Regions from separate parts of the Mus musculus genome. Here region 2 is linked to region 1. The links are chromatin contacts, called in public Hi-C maps. All regions are on one chromosome and are shown on one strand. The core of a region is the stretch at or near the end of the contact, and the rest is flanking DNA. Distances in the headings are between cores, read along the strand shown. Region 1 overlaps Lrmda (leucine rich melanocyte differentiation associated). Region 2 overlaps Lrmda (leucine rich melanocyte differentiation associated).

Region 1 (2,743 bases), core at 121-2,620:
GCCTCCTACCTCCCCTTTTACTTTCTGAGATTTACATCAAGGTTTTGCACAAGCTAAAACAGGGACTCCTGAGAGAATGGCTTCTAAGTGAGTCAAAGGGGTCATTCCGTGGGAACCCCTTTCTAGGATGGAATTTTCTGGAAGCTTTCCACAGTACCAGGCTACCCCACCTGAGATTGAAATCAGCAAAGGAGAACAGAAAGTGGACACTATTGAGAGTTTATTGTCTATTATAATGCTAAGTGCGGCCCCCAAAGACCTGGAGTCTGCACGTGGTCCCTGAGACCATGCCCCCAAGTTATTTCTGATTGGTAGATAAAGATGCCAACAGCCAATAGCTGGGCAGAAGAGACATAGGCGGGGTTTAGGTTGCCCAGGTTTAAGGTCAGAGGAGAACCATGAGGGGGAAGCAGCGGAGGAAAAGGAAGAGAAGCCACCATTGGGTAGGAGTCAAGAGAACTTGGCTCTAAGGGCTGACCAATTGGAGTTAAGAGCAGCCCAGATGAAACACAGTAAATAATAACTCAGGGTTATAGATAGGAAAATACATTCCAACAACACAAAGGGTGGTATCTGCCCAACTATTTTGCTGTTTAAGGCTTATTGTAAATATAAAGTGTGTGTGTGTTTCTCAACCAGGAACTTATATGGTAGAAACATTGGGCCAGGATTTAAATACATTGGACAACAGAACACAGCCTTGTTCAACCAAGGCCAAGACACCTCTTTGCCTGGAAGAGAGAATGACCCTCAGACCTTATCAGTCCCTCACAGCTGCACAACTCCACAGCTGCCCAGGATAGGTAGAGATGGCCTTAATAAAGAAGTAGTTGATAAGTGCATATTAACGTTTGCAGGACAGCTCAAGGCAGGGACAAAAACACCTAGTCCTCCAGCAGAGAGCCATGGAAGGAATTCACCCAGGCAAAGGAGAAAGGTACCATCAACAAACCCTGCCCCCAAAACCCATCCCTCCACAGTTGCTACATTCATTGATACAGATACAAGCAAGCCAAAGATGAGAATGCAATAAAATTTTCCTGCCCAAGTAGAGCTGCAGCACACGCACCCCACCCCCCAAGTCCCTCTCGGTGAAGGCCTCATTACCACTTCTTGCAATCTCCCAGGCTCCCTTCTGGAAGGCTTCAAAGTCACCACCAACCAACCCTTCCTGACACACAATGGCATTTAATAATTGCTTACGGTTCTCGCCTGGGAAGCCAGGCAAGCACCCACAATTCATTACATGTGTGACCTTTCGAGCCCTCAGCCCCCAAATGATTTTCACTCACTTTAATCTGAGTCCGATTCAAAACAGATCTGCTGTCAGCAGCCAGAGTTCCATAGCCCCAGAGATGGGGCAGCGCCTACAGCTAATCTTTTAGTGCCTTAATCATAAAATGTGGCCCTTCCCCAGCTGTTTTCACCCAAATAGCCAGAAAAGGGGATTGAGCATGGCGTGAGAAATGGTGAATTATGAACTGTAAGGAAGTATTTCCGTAAGCCAGATTGGATGCTAAAACTTTAGCTGGGCTCTCAGCAATTGAGAAGTTGTTTTGCAAACACCCAAACCAGACTCTCAAAGCCTGCATTACACAGAAGAGCTGCCACCAGGTGCCAGGTCAGGGAAGGGACAGACAAGCCACTTGACCACGTAGGCTCCATCTTTTTCTAAAATATTGCCACTACAGATTTTTTTTGCAACGTGATGCAAAGTGCATTCAACAGGTCCACACATGCGCGGAGTTTGCCTAAATTTAGTGGGTGTTAATTGAAATCAGAGCTACAGTCGTTACCACCGACAGGTTTCTAAACACTACCCAATAAATTGTGTGTCTGTTTCAGACTCTCTATGACAGCTGGCCGTGAAAAGCAGAAAGAGGGACTGGGGGAAAAAATGGTCTTCTGATGTCCTTCAGTGTGCTCAGCAAAGGACGTCTGCGCACGGGTCTGGCCTGTGTCTGTGCGCACAGATGTGTGTGTAGATAAACACGAGGTGGACGTGCATGCCTTGCCCATTTTTAGAAGGTGAACAAGAGATGTGTGCAGCCACACATGCCCACTCTCCGTGCTCTGGTACCCTGCTTCTGTGAACCCTGGGCCTCCAGTGAAATAAAACAGCCCTCTCCCGACGTGGCAAAAGCATCCTGGCTAATGTAGAAAAGGGCCTTTGGTTCAGCTTGTGAACTCTCTTGGAAAGTCTGTTTCCCTCCCTTTCTCTCTGGCCCGCCTTAACAGCATCAGGTAAACCTTGTTTTAATTTTAAAAGCAAAATTAAAATCCCCTCCAAAACAGAGAATTTAAGGGTCAGTCAGAAAATGTCTGCCACACGTAGAATCTGAAAAGAAGGAGGGGAACACTCAGGGGAGGGAGGGGAAAGTGAAGAAAGAAAATGGGTTTTCCAGAGTTTCCTCAGAAAAATACCAACTCTATCCTCCCAACAACTCCCTGGTTCACTGTGTGCTTTTGTGACTTGAAAGGGGTAAGCTTTGTACTGAGTCACGACGAGCTGAAATGAGAAAGGAAGGATAGGCAAGCCTTGAGGGCTTGAGGCCTTCCTGGGAAAGGTCCTCCCAGGACTAGCAGAATTACAGGCCTTGCTGTGGATCTATTCCACTCAGAATAATTGCTTGATGTTGAAGCCATCTGGGACAGTCCCGTCTAAGAAGTCCCCTTTCTCATATCTCTGTGGTGTCTGGGGCATACCTCAGGTGTCCTATGGGAAGGATGGTCAGGACACTTG
Region 2 (2,743 bases), core at 66-2,565, 740 kb before region 1:
TACACATACCACAATTAGCCACACATTAGTATACATCTATTAGAGGTTCTCAGTCCAGGCTTTAATGACCTCCTTACTACATTGAGATATTATAAGTTTTTAGACCATAAGAAATGGAGAGGCATTTCTTCCTTTGTGTCTCATAAATGGCCAGTTCAGACATAAGCAGTCTGGCTTGGGAGAAGCTGAATCCTGAAGAGAATGGCCAACCATATTCCACAGACAGAATGAAATCATTCACTTAATCCCCGAACTCGTATCTAATGGATGTGAGTACATCTTGTGTTTTGTCCTAGGCACTAGAGGTTTGTGAGCAAAATAGGCAGAAATACTACCAGCCTTGCAACTAGTACAGAATTGGGAAAATACAGAAATCAAAAACACCTCCTTCACTATCCTACTAAAATCAGTTACAGACTCAATGTGGAGCCCAGTAAAATGTGCTAGCTCTTGTATAGGTTTTCTGTACACACTGCCATGGCTTCTGTGTCTTAAAAGAGCACAGACTTACTGTTTGAATGTTAGCCATTTGTAAACAGGTCCTGGTAGGTGAAATCAAGCTGCTTCTTTTGGATGCTGTGAGGAGTAGAAATGCTTGGAGTTGCCCCTGCCCTGTCTCTCCTGCATTTCTTTCTTTCCATCATCAAAGTGCACTCCCATCTCAGCCCTCTTCATCGCATCACCTCCTGTCCCTGTGACTTTCTCTGAGTCCCTCTACCCAGTGACTGTGTTTATACCAGGCCCATGTGAACAGCCAGAGCTCTTCGAGCTTTGACTGATGGCCTAGAGGCACAATGCTTTCTTGCTCGTTTCACCATTCCATGGTGAAAGACAACAAAACATTCGAGAATCAAAGATCACAAGAATGTTCAAGGTCTGGGTTTCCAAGAGTAAGTAAGATGATGTACTGGAAATGTGTACTGCTATTATTATACCGTTGTTACAATTATCCAGTGATACAATTATCATAGTTGAGCCCACGTCTTCGACTATACAAACCATTGCAATGTCCAGAACTCTCTTCCCACTACTTAAATTACAATCTACTTTGTAAGTCCCTGCCTTGTTCATTCTCTCTGCCTCCTCAGCTAGGAGTGATGCTGTTTTCTTCCCTTCCAACCTCCAGTAATGTAAGCACCAACCATTTAAGACTATGTTATTATCATTGTCATTATTATTATTAGCCACACACACACACACCCATGTATTGTGAGGAAGGCAGAGATGTTTGTCCTATTGCTTACTTAGCACAGAGATGAGGCCACAGTAGATCATTTTTTTTAGATCACTAAGTGACTAAGTGGACTGGTTCCAGAGTTTAGTCCTCAGGGGTCTGCATGAAAAGCACAGTTCCAATGTCACATTCAAGGGGAGCCAGCTGTGAGCTTCCTCATTCCCCTACTACACTGCACTCTGACTTCCAAAATGAAAGCAATCCCCATCTTTCCCAGACATCATGTACAAGATGATGCCCTCCCAACCAGGATGAGGACGGCTTCTGGCCTCCATCTGTGTGCCAAGTAGCACAAGTGTCTGCTATACACCCTGAGGAAGGCAAACAGGACACAGAATAGAACAAAGAGCTCACACCAGTCAAAGCCAGTTTGAGCCAGTCCGCACTGCTCTGAGAACTCCACCCCCCCTCCCTCCCAGCTGGCAAGAGGACAAGAAGAAGATCACTGACTTCAATCTTTGGCCTCCTAACCACGAAAGGACTTGTGAAGGTGAACGGTTTGCAGACGAAGGGGGATATAAAAGAGACAAAACCAGGATAAAAATTAAATAAAAAGTAGCTGTCTTAAACTGTAATTGCAGTCCTCTGCTGAGCACGCTTGCAGATATATAAATGTGATTTACCATCAGCTTGCAACTACAAATCAGGTCTTGAGAAACACTTGTGCTATGAAATTGTTTAATCTCATCAAGCTCTGCTTTCACAGCAAGCCATAAATCACGGAGTCTTTGTTATCATAGACCTCCACCAGCGCCTCTCTGGCAGGCCATGGATCGTGGGTATATATAATCTTGACTGCACAAACACTGGGGTCGACGCAGGCTGAAATACTTTCATAATAGCCACTGTGCAGCTGCTGGAACACAAGCCCATGATGGATATCTCATTTCCTACAGTCGGCATCTATTTCGAGCAAATTATTACCACATAAATTTCTTGTCAACAGAAACGGCCAATTAATTAAGTTAAAAATTTACTTGTGATCACATCTACAAACCAAATAGAACGGCAAGGCAATTTTCCAGTTACTGAATATACTGCAGGTCAGTTTAATGAATAATTTTTAACTTTGTCATAAACTCAAAGACAGGCTAATATCTCCAGAAAACTGAATGGAGACCAGCTGCCGACAGATTTACACAAAATATATTTATGGGGAATTTGATTGCTGACATCTGGGGACAGAAATAAACTTTCTATAATTACAGAGACATCTTTGCCATATATATGGATTTCTTTCACCCAAAAATGCAAATATGTCCTCAGGAAGGGTATATTTATATGTTCAGGCAGGGCTACAATGGGGTTCGATGGCTTTTGGAGAAATCATTGCATTAAATTTCTTTGCTAGTGATGGGTTCAGTATCATAGGGAGAGACAAAATCATGGGCAAAGACCTGTTTATCACTGACCCACACCTGTCCCAACCCCAAATCAGCTCTCTCTCTCTCTCTCTCTCTCTCTCTCTCTCTCTCTCTCCCCCTCTCTCTCTCTCTCTCTCTCTCTCTC

What was found. Hi-C and Micro-C count contacts between places; a contact is called where the count stands out from the background.
Region 2: a contact with region 1 is called in a Hi-C map of the N1E-115 cell line, with 4 times the contacts expected there. The contact joins two enhancer-like sites. A contact is called at or near these places in 1 of 39 promoter capture datasets (hippocampal neurons), 1 of 484 Hi-C or Micro-C datasets (the N1E-115 cell line) and 1 of 9 other capture datasets (embryonic trunk).

The regions. Positions count from the first base shown.
Region 1 is chr14:22,047,523-22,050,265 of GRCm38.p6, reverse strand. The region is part of intron 2 of Lrmda (leucine rich melanocyte differentiation associated); the gene reads right to left. It overlaps Gm41107 (a long non-coding RNA gene), which reads right to left. Exons shown (of 2, transcript XR_874399.2): 2 at 1-2,743. Among named protein-coding and RNA genes, the nearest start is that of Gm41107, 18 kb to the right of the region's middle. Within about 2 kb of position 1,370, at least 15 of the 459 cell types and tissues checked have an H3K27ac peak or open chromatin away from gene starts, as enhancers often do. A contact at or near this core is called in the N1E-115 cell line, where this site is marked.
Region 2 is chr14:22,782,718-22,785,460 of GRCm38.p6, reverse strand. The region is part of intron 5 of Lrmda (leucine rich melanocyte differentiation associated); the gene reads right to left. The region is part of intron 1 of Gm30926 (a long non-coding RNA gene); the gene reads left to right. Among named protein-coding and RNA genes, the nearest start is that of Gm30926, 17 kb to the left of the region's middle. Within about 2 kb of position 1,315, at least 60 of the 459 cell types and tissues checked have an H3K27ac peak or open chromatin away from gene starts, as enhancers often do. A contact at or near this core is called in the N1E-115 cell line, where this site is marked.